2 separate regions of the Mus musculus genome follow, and region 2 is linked to region 1. The links are chromatin contacts, called in public HiChIP or PLAC-seq maps. All regions are on one chromosome and are shown on one strand. The core of a region is the stretch at or near the end of the contact, and the rest is flanking DNA. Distances in the headings are between cores, read along the strand shown.

Region 1 (5,456 bases), core at 1,868-4,367:
GGACCAGCAAGGCCTAAGTAATTAAAGTTAGAACAGCTCTTTAACCTGAGCCTTTACATTTTAATATATAAAATCCAATTTTAAATCCCATTTCTGGAAAACTGTTACAACTGAATCCCACAGTGCACTCTGCTCCATGGAGCATCTGGGTCCCTGCTCTCTTTAAGCAGGTACCAAAAAAAATTCATTATTTCTATTTCAAACTCATTTGCCTTTCTGTCACCTGCAGTTAGAGTTTTCCCACACCAGAACGTCGAGGTTATCTGCATTTCTTCTGAGTCCTTTTATATTTCAATTGTTCATCAAAATAAAACTCTTTTATCTCCAAAATATGCACATCCTATTCAAAACTAATTTTAAAATAGCCTTTTAAAAACTCACCCTCCTGACCCACCTCATTAACAGTGTAAAACCTGCTTATCAAAGGCATATCATATCCAGCAAATGGCATCCTCGCCAAGAACTATCTACATTCAAAGAGTATAATTCCAAGGTGATTTCTTTTTATTTTTATTTTTCTCAAAAAGTGCTAGTACACCTGGTAAGATATCTGATGGGCTGCTTAGAAGGCCATTGACCGTATAACAATAAGTTTAAAGATGGGAAGGTCTGGGAAATGGTTCTGTCAGTGACATGCTTGATGTATAAGGAGCCAAATTCCAACTCCAGCACCCACGCAAAAGCCATGTGTTGGTGAACACACCTGTAACCCAGGCCGGGCGAGTCAATGAAAGGGGAGCCCTTAGGGCTCCCCCAGATGGTCCAGCTGATTTGGCAAACTCCAGGCTCAAAAAGAGAGAGAGTGTCTGTCTCAAAACAATAGGATGTAGAGCCATGGAGGAAGATACCTGACACTGATCTCTGGCCTCCACATGCACACACATGCATATGCACGCGCGCGCGCACACACACACACACACACACACACACACACACACACACGCGCACGCGTGTGCACATCTGGACAGGCATGCACAAACTGTGACAGCTTGAAATGATTGTCAACTTGACTGCACATAGAGAAATCTCTGGGCATGTCTGTGAGGAATTTTCTAGACTGGGTGCATTGAGGTGGCAAGACCTAACTGTCAGATAGGAAAAAGGAAGACAGCTGAGAAGCAGCATCTGTGGGTGCTTTCTGACTGTGCGTGCCATGTGACTAGTCACTCCTGCTCCTGTTACTAGGTCTTCTCTACTGCAAAGACTGTGTTACCTGGAACTGTAAGCCAAAGAAACCACACACACACACACACACACACACACACACACACACGAGGCAGGAGGGGTGGAGAAGGCAACTGGGGCCATTCAAATACTGTTTATTCATGTTGTACTCTATGATACTACGTTTCATAGTGTGCTTGCCACTGGAGAGAGAGAGAGAGAGGTGTGTACTACCTGTATGTGCCATCTGAAGTAGAAGTAAAAAGAATTAAGGCCCTCCCCCTTTCCTGGTTCTATCTAGAAAGTGTTAGCTCTCAGGTACACCAGGGAAACATCAATAAGACCTGAGCCAGTCCTGATATCTCCCTGGATGGAAGCTCTTATCTGGGGTTTCATTAACTCTGAGATTCTAGAAGGAGACAGACTGGAGCTAGAAGACCTAGCTGTGATACCTGCATAAGAATCTGGTCTTGTTCATTAAGCGTCCACTTCCCCTGTTGTAAAATGAGGGGCGGGGGCAGGAGGTGGGGCGTGGATCTGTAATGGACTCAGTGCAAACAGGATTTTTCTGCCTCTTCAGATCATCCTATAGATCTGGAAAGTCTAAAGACTTCAAAGATTTCCACAGTGCTGGGAACTAGGGGGACAAAACCTGAGAGTCGCCTCTGGGTCTGAGCTTCCCCACAGGTATCTGTAATTACATAGACTCCTCAGTCTGATGCCTGCAGAGGGAATCAGCTGTGGCCCCTCTAAATTCTGGCAGAGGGAACTTAGGTTCCTCCTGAAGCACTGACATTATGTGTTAAGGAGAAGAGGAGAAGAGCTGGTCACTATAACTCAGAATAAAACACAAGGTAGGAGTGACCAGGAGAAAGGTTTTCCAGCCATCATCAAATGCTGACCGTGATCCCAGTTCACACTATACACAGCAATGGTTCTGGGAACGAGGCTCCCCACATACTCTATGAGAGCTTTCCCCATCACATCACCTTCGATGTGGACACAATCTCCTCAATGTGTTTGACTTTTCTAAGCCACGGGGCCTTCTTTTCACTCTTTATAATGCAAGCTTTCATTTACCTACGACCCAAGAAAGAACTCCTGGAAACAGCAGGAAGTTGATGAGGAAGCTGAGTTCTTGGGTGTGGAGAAACATTGCTAATTAAGGTCACAGTCTATCATGACCACATAGCTCCTCAGAGCTTGGTGCAAAATGGAGGGCTCACTCTACCAGCAGGGCTCCCCCTTCTCTGACCTTGCTGGGGTACCTCCCACACCCTCTACCCAGAGAAGATCAAGTAGTCCTTGGCAGACCTACAAGTTCAACTCCCCTGCCTCCATAAGAACCTGTCCAGCAGGTCCTTGGGATTCCTGGAACGCCTCTCCATACAAACATTCACAGTACTTTAAACTCCAGACAAGGATTTTTCATTTACCCTAATAATCCCTTCACACTCTTCAAAGTCCATAGGTTGCCTTGGTTCACCCCAAATGTTCAAGTACATTGTACTTGTACATGTACAAGTCCACCCTGAGTAAAGGTGTGTGCACAAGCTAAGATCATGTTAGAGAGCTGTTTCAGGGAAGATCTTTGGAGAAGGCCTTCTCTGCCCCTCCCTGTGCCCCCAGCACTCACATCCAGCCTGACTGAGATCCTGCAGACCCGACCATTCTACTTCATCCTTCCATTCTAGTGCTGGACACTCTGAGTGGAAGGGAGCAGAAAACTCAGGACCACAGCTGGACCCCAACATGCATACCACACTTGGAGACAAAACAAGAAAACAAAAACCACTTGGAACCCCCATCCAGGAACTGCCAGCACACCCCGGCCACCTGCCATGTAAAGTTGGACTAGCCACGTTATGATAGGAAGGAACCGTCACGCTGTCCCCTTCAGAGGAGTGGATCATGACAGTGAATGTGAGTAACTGATCCGGCAGCAGCTTGGAGGCAACAGCTTCATGAATGGCAGCTATTACATTTATTACTCCAAACCCTGTACTTACTCACAGTGTCACAAGGCCTCTGTTGCAGCTGACAGATGGTGATGACTAATTCTGGAGAACAAAGATAATATGCTCTCTGATGCTGTCACCCCTGTCCTGTAAGGAAACGAGGCTATATTACACTAATCTTTCAGTCAGACCACTTCCACAGTGAAGCAAACAGTCATGCCCAAATTATGTCACTTTTGGACATCTACCTGGCAGGTTGATCAAAGCTCTTTCATACCCAGTTGCAGCCAACTTGATCCATTTCAAGGAAGCCACTGAGTTTCTATAATGTGTAAAATATATAAACAAAAGACTGTAAGAAATCCTATCAAATGGTATGATGAAGGTAGATTGTAGAACAGAGAGATTTAGACCTCAGACTTGCCCCTTGTCCTCTGGAGATGGCTCAGCTGGTAAAGGTGCTTTCCGCCAACCTGATGACAAGCATTTGATCCCAGGGACAAACATGGTAGAAGAAGAGAATTGACTCTCACATAATGTCTTCTGGCCTCCATATGCACTGCAAGATATCGCCACACACCCATATATACATATGTACAATTATATACACTCATGCAATGTAAATATATACATTAATAAATGTAATTTTTTAAGTTTCCCTCCTTCAGGGACCCCACAAGAGCTATATGCACAGCTGCATCCTCTGGAAAGGTGATTAGCAAGATGATTTAGAGGGCTAAGCTCCTGGGAGCCAACTGCTCATAAGTAGGGCACTCATTTTGGTGTGGTGTGGATGTGTGTGTGTGTTATGTGGTATGTGTGTGTGTGTGTGTGTCTGTGTGTGTGTGTGTGTGTGTGTGTGGTGTGTGTGTGTGTCTGTGTGTGTGTGTGGTGTGTGTCTGTGTGTGTGTGTGGTGTGTGTCTGTGTGTGTGTGTGTGTGGTGTGTGTCTGTGTGTGTGTCTGTGTGTGTCTGTGTGTGGTATGTGTGTGTGTGTCTGTGTGTGTGTTATGTGGTGTGTGTGTGTGTGTGTGTGTGTGGTGTGTGTATCTCTGTGTGTGTGTGTATGGTATGTGTGTGTGTCTGTGTCTATGTCTGTGTGTGGTGTGTGTGTCTGTGTGTGTGTGGGGGTATGTGTGTGTGTCTGTTTCTATGTCTGTGTGTGGTGTGTGTGTCTGTGTGTGTGTAGGGGTATGTGTGTGTGTCTGTGTGTGTGTGTGGGTGTGTGTGTGGGGGGGGGTGGGTGTGTGGGTGTGTGAGTGGGTGTGTGTTATGTGGTGTATGTACACATGTATGCAAGAAGCCAGAAGAGGGCACCAGACCCCCCTAAAGCTCGAGGCACTTGTGAGCTGCCCATATGGGTGCTGGGACCTGACCTCCAGTCCTCTGTAAGAGCATCAAGTGCTCTTACTAGTCACAGAGCTATATGTCCAGCACCACTCCTAAGAACAACAAAAAAGAAACCAAGAAAAGAAAAACTGTTTGAAGGAAGGAGTACTGTATCGGGAAATATTGACAAAGACCCATCACGTTCCCATACTTTTGATGCATATGCCATTTTTTATTATTTCCTGCAACAGACTATGATTTGTCTATTGAGAGAGAAAGACAGGACAGGAAGACCTCAGCTGGGATGTCACACCCCATTGTCATGACTGATTGTCTGGGGGCACCTTGTAACATCTCATCAGCATGCTTTACCAGTAGCCTGGCTACACTGACAGAAACTTCATTCCAGCATTATAAGATTGAAAATCTTCCCAAGATGTCATCTTAATGAGTGCTCTTCTTTGACCACATTTCTCCTATACTTTCTGGTCACAGGACAGGCAGCGAGTAGACTTGCAAAGGGCCCTGGCTAGTGAGCTATACCTACAGATATGTCTTGGATATTAGGGGACCAAGGAGCAGGTAGACTGGCAGGGGCAGCGTGTTTAACCTGGTACTTGGCCAATGAGGAGGCAACTGCACAAAATGTCAGTGAAAACTGGTTCTAGATAGAAAATTGCAAATAATGGTCAGATGCTGAGTTCTTTGTCAAAGATCCAGAAACACTGAACAAAACAGCAAGGTTTTGTCTGTCATGTCCAAGGGGCTCAATTTGCCACACTAACCAATTGACACTTAGAGCCATGTTTTATTGTCTTCTGCCTGCCCATTAATAGTAGCAGGAGGACAATAATTCAAAATAATTACAAAAGAGAAAGGTAGTAATTAGAAGTACAAATTAGCTATTAAATGATTCAGAAATTTCAAAGTGAGAAGATGACCTTTTGACTTCTTATCTGGCAGTGACAAATTGGGTTCTGACTTGAGAGGAAAAAAAAAAAGACCA
Region 2 (5,456 bases), core at 2,176-4,675, 240 kb before region 1:
CCTAACCAGGTCTTTACTAACATATTTGTGGATCAAGTCATCTAGGTCTTCTCCTCCCTCAAACTTTATTTTAATATTTAAATCATGCAGAACAGCACAAGGAGCATCCACACAGCCTCACCTGTGTTTCCTGAGTGTTAGCATCTGCCATTTGTGTTCTATTCTCTTGCCTCTTTAGAGCTAGGTAGGTAAGTCGAGTAAGAGAAAAAGGAAGAGAGAAAGAGCCGTATGTATGCGTGCTAATGTCTATATACAATTCTTTCCTGAATCATTTGAAAATATTTAAAAACATTCGAACACTTCACCCTGACACCTTCAGAATCGGTGGCCTAAAACATTTTCCTACATAATAACCACAATAACATTATAAATTCTACAGAACTTTACAGTAACTCCAAAGCATTACCCAGCATCCCACCAGTCCATCTGCAAACACATCATACAATGCACATAGAATAGCATCAAGCACGAGTCATCTAGCTGCCACGGTTCTTCAGCCCTTTGTAACCCTTGCTCCCTCTTCACGATACCGAACTTTTGAAGAACACAAACAACTTGGCTTGTGGGTTGCCCCGGGTCAATTCAACATACTTGTTTCCTGATTGTTTTCTCCTGGTGTCTTTGAATTTGTTTCTTTACCTCTAGCCCCAAGTAATAGCTGTGTGTGGGATTCATTTGCCTCCTTGGTCTGTTGCAGGCTAAGTATGCTGGGCAACACTATGTCACAGGGGAGTCTCCAGTGCACATTGCCTTACACCAGGAGCCCAGGATTCCAGGGCTGCCCTTTTATTGATGATGCTAAACATGGCTGCACAGTGTAAGTGGCAATCAGCAGACCCCTCTGCAGTTTTCCTCTGTAATTAATAAATCTCTACTGCTTCTTTGACTAACATCCTGGTCCAGCCCAGTCTCGGGTTCTATAAAGGTCTTTATATTGCTACTTTTGAACTTGGTATTAACACAATGCAAGAAGGCTTTAATCCCAGCTGCCATGATGAAGAAGGCAAGTCCAGATGGGATGAAATTAGTTTCACAGATGTAAAACTGATGAACTATAAGCAGGTGTGGACCCCCAAACTTGCTTATCAACCTTCATATATTGATCTTGAGCCCCACTTTTATCATACATGCTCAGTTCATCACCCCGCCTCTAGAACTGTGCCCCTCAAAACCCCTGCTGTGACTAAAGCCTCCTCCTGACCCCAGAATATTAGACCAATGGCCTGAAATCCCACCCACTCAGTAGAACATAGAGAAAGTGATCAGAGACCAGTAGAACAGGATTCTTAATATGCTTATGAGAAGAACCCAGCTATGTTCCTCGGTGAGGTCACAGCTATGTCCACCTTCTGACACTAGATGGTGACACTTTTAAATCTATAACCAATTCTCCTCCCCCCAGGGGCTGGCCAGGATAAGCACTGTCCAGACATTGCTACTCCACCTGGAGGCCAGCTCAGGTTTCTTAACACCCAGACCACTCATTATTGATCCCTGACAACCACATGAAACACCCAGGGATCATACAGAAATCTGCTGACTTAAGTTCAAACCTTTACTCTGCTCCCACGGAACATCAGGCATGCAATACAATCTTTCCTGGTCTCAGGTTCTCTAGTCAGCATGTCAAAGTACTGTACTTTGGGTCTTAATTTCAGACCTAGAAAATAAGACTGTGTTGTTGTTGTTGTTGTTGTTGTTGTTGTTGTTGTTGTAGGGAAGCCATTAGAAGCATGGGAGAGCAATCCATCCCTTCATTACAAATCTAAAACAAGATAGAAAAACAAATCCCTGGACTGGTTTTCAGGGTTTTCAGTAAATGCCTGCCCCTCTCACAAGCTTGCTTTTATATTTGTACCATGAAGTTCCCAAGACTGGTAATAACAGAAAATTTGGGGGAAGCTATGGGAGACAGATGCTGAAAATCCAGGCGTGGAATCGTTCGTTACACAAATAAGGGCAGGAGGCTACACACTGCTCACCATTATCACAATGCCATGAGCTGCATACAGACAGAGAGATGCCACATTCCCAGAGGGAGGTCTTCACTTTCAGCCTTTCTCTCTGTGCCCTTAGAAGCAGGTAATGAATGAGTGAGGTGCAGCAGGCAAAGCAACTCTTGCATTGTTCATTATTATTTCCACTAAGGCTATGGTTTTGATGTGGTCTTCAGAGTCAATGGACATTGGTTCCGACAATGTCTCTGCCCCCTCTCCATCAAGTGACCTCGGGCAACTGGCCTAACCTCCCTGTGCTTTGGTCCCTATGGAACAATGTTAGTATTGACACCTGCCCTGCAGAGCATTCAGGGTGCCCAGTGAGGTGAGGTATGTAAGTGGTGGGCACACAGTATGTGGCAACTGGCCAGCACTGAGGAAACAGAGCAGCGGGTTTTTCTTTTAGAAATAATTGTATTGCCTGAGTGGGATCGATTGGTTGTAAGGCTCTGTTCTAGTTTGATTTTTGTTGCTGTGATAAAACACTCTGACCAAAAGCAACTTAGGGGAGGAAAAGATTTATTCGGCTTATACTTCCAGGTCACAGCCCATCACCAAAGGAAGTCAGGCAAGAACTCAAGCAAAAACTTGAAGCAGAAACTGTCGAGGAATGCATGCGACTTGCTGGCTTTCTCTCAGGCTTATGCTTAGCTGGATTTCTTATGCAGCCTAGACCTCCCTGCCCAGGGAATGAATGGTACCGCCCACAGTGGGACTGGCCCTTCTACATCAATTAATAATCAAACCACACCCCCAAACATGCCCACGGGCCAATCTGATATAGACAAACCCTCAATCAATTGAGACTTCTTTTTCAGGTGACAAGCTAACTAGGACAAGCTTCTCCACAGAGCTGCCTTGGTCTTCTGCTGTTTGGCTTCGCCTGTGTCCATCTATTCCTTTTGGAGAAGGAATACTGAAGGAAAGTCGGTGGGCTGGCCTTCCTGCAGACTGCATATTAGAAATGGTGGTTTCAAATCAGCGTGTAAAGTCTTAAATCAAAGTATGGTTATGAGCAATATAAAAGAAAGAGCATACTAACCCTCAGTGCACCAGGGATTCCCCAGTAAGTAAACCTGTGTAGCCACATAAGCTGAGTTTTGTATAAACATTAGAGAAGATTGCCACCTTCTGCTCCTGCATGGGTCTGGCATCTGCATGAAGGTGACAATGATCAGAAGTCATGTACTCCATGCAGGTTATTGTAATGTGCTAGCCTCTGCATATCTCTTTGCATCGAATGCATACAGGGGGACAACAGTGCTAGTCCAGTGCCTGTCCTTGTCACTTTGAACCTGTCAGCTGTGTCGTGACAAGTTTGGACACTTTGCCAAGTAAAATGTGCAGCTGGCCCATCAGAATAATGCCCCGTGTCGGAGGCACGATTCAGTCCTCTCAAAAGGCTCGGCTGCTTCCTGCCTGCCAGAGATATGTGGAAGGGAGGTGGTTATTAGCTTTCTAAGTGACTCATTCTGAGAGCAATTACTATCTCTCTCATGTTTCTAGAATAGTTTGATCGAAATATACTGTGTTTGCAAAGCAAGATATTTAAAAATCCATTGTCAGTATTCTGTGGAAAAGAGTTTTTGTTTTTTTGTTTTTTTTCTGTTCTATGTTGTGTTAATCAGTTCTGCCTTCCTTCAACAGAATACCTGAAGCAACTAATTTTATATAGAAAAAAAGTTGGCTATGGCTCATGGTTTTTGAGGTTCAAATTCTAAGGCTGGGTGGCCTTGCTGGCTTGGCCTCCGGTGAAAATGGTGTGTGTCAACACACTGTGGTAGAAATGTAGCTGAGAACGCTGGCATCAGTGAGAAGGGCCTCGATCTTCTGCAGAAACACGTGTCTCAAAGAACTCCCACTAGGATGTGCCTTTTAAAGTTCCATAGATAACAGCTTCACACTAGTGACTAAGACTTCAATCAGAGTGGGCCCTTGGGGCCACCTCTAAATCCTAGTACATTTGATCTAGAGAGAATGCAGAAAGAAAGAGGACACAGCGAGCAAAAGACGGCCGTGCTAATGTCTTAGTTTAGGTTTCTACATAGGCTGGTCCTAAATCATGAGGACCATAATCACTTGTAGTCAGTTTGGAAGTGATACCAGACAGCTCTGTAGGAGACAGGGAAACAAAACAGAAGAGGGGACAGTCCAGGTGGACCCTGTTGGCAGGTGACACTCAGCATTCTAGGGCCACTGGAGTAGACAAGGCATCTAAGTCACCTTCACCTTCCACCCAGATTCACTGGAGACCAGAGTTTGCATCCAACAACATCTGGTTCCAGAGCCACTCTGGGAATGAGGGGCAAGGATATAATACTGAGTACATCTGGCTTTCCTGGAGTTCTGCCCAAGCATATGATGAGGCCAGAAAAAGCCCTGGCAGGGAGGTGAAGATACTTGCAGGCAGCAACTAAGAGCCTGTCAGGAAAAAAAAAAAAAAAAAAAAAGGATACTGAGGAGTGGGGGAGGGGACAGTACTACAAGGCCATGTAGGGATGCACAGGTGTGAAAAGTCAGGTACATGCCCCCTCTCTCTCCATTGGTGGCAATTTAGTGCTTATCTTTCTGCATTGCCTGGGGGCGATTCTAACCTCTCTCTCTCTCTCTCTCTCTCTCTCTATATATATATATATATATATATATATATATATATATATATATATATATATATGTCAGAGGTCACTACCAGTTTTCTTCCTCTAGTACTCTCTGCCTTACTGTTTTTTGAGACAAGGTCTCCAACTAGACCTGGAATCCATTAATATGACAGGAGTAACTGTCCAGCAAGCCCCAGGAGCCTTAGTCTCAACTTCCCTTAAGTAGGGGTTACAGGCACATGCTAGCATGTCTTGCTTTTCTGTGGGTGCTGAAGAGTAAAACGCAGTTCCTTGTGTTTGTGTGGCAAGTGCTTTGCCAACTCAGCCCTCTCCATGGCTCTCTCTCTCTCTTTACCTTCCTCGTACAGATCAGGAAACTGAGGTTACATGAGGTTAAATACCTAATTCATGATGCTTCACACCAATGGATTCTAGATTCACCACTGGATTCTGGAGGTTATTTGGTTTCCAAGTCTTAGCCTCAGCCTTTCTCCGTTAGTATAACACATTCTGTTGCACTATCACTCAAGTATAATGCTCACTGGTTACTTAATTTTTCTACCTCACAGCAGATTAGAAGCAAGAATTGCCTAAACCATAACTGCATCTCAGCTTGCAGGGTCCAGGCCACACCTTCCACTGCGCCACCCAGTGAGAGAAGAACAAGGGGCACATCCTCCTTGAAAAGGTCCCCAGGGAAGCTGGGTGCTCTCTGAGAGACATTAGCAGGAACTGCAAGGATGCTGAGGCTTGCCCTTCAGAAGGGAGAATTTCAGGCATCAGGCTGACCCCATTCCCTGACTGAGCTGGAGTCAATGAGGCTTTCTGCTCCTCATTACAGATGCTCACACTTTCAAGA

What was found. HiChIP or PLAC-seq counts read pairs in DNA pulled down with a chosen protein or histone mark.
Region 2: a contact with region 1 is called in an H3K27ac HiChIP or PLAC-seq map of VIP interneurons, with 6 times the contacts expected there. The contact joins two enhancer-like sites. A contact is called at or near these places in 5 of 39 promoter capture datasets (frontonasal cranial neural crest, hippocampal neurons, liver and 1 more) and 2 of 115 datasets of contacts at active chromatin or transcription factors (VIP interneurons and forebrain).

Annotation. Positions count from the first base shown.
Region 1 is chr7:129,000,367-129,005,822 of GRCm38.p6, reverse strand. No RefSeq gene overlaps it. Among named protein-coding and RNA genes, the nearest start is that of Gm32884, 150 kb to the right of the region's middle. Within about 2 kb of position 3,117, at least 9 of the 459 cell types and tissues checked have an H3K27ac peak or open chromatin away from gene starts, as enhancers often do. A contact at or near this core is called in VIP interneurons, where this site is marked.
Region 2 is chr7:129,241,995-129,247,450 of GRCm38.p6, reverse strand. No RefSeq gene overlaps it. Among named protein-coding and RNA genes, the nearest start is that of Plpp4, 12 kb to the left of the region's middle. Within about 2 kb of position 3,425, at least 3 of the 459 cell types and tissues checked have an H3K27ac peak or open chromatin away from gene starts, as enhancers often do. A contact at or near this core is called in VIP interneurons, where this site is marked.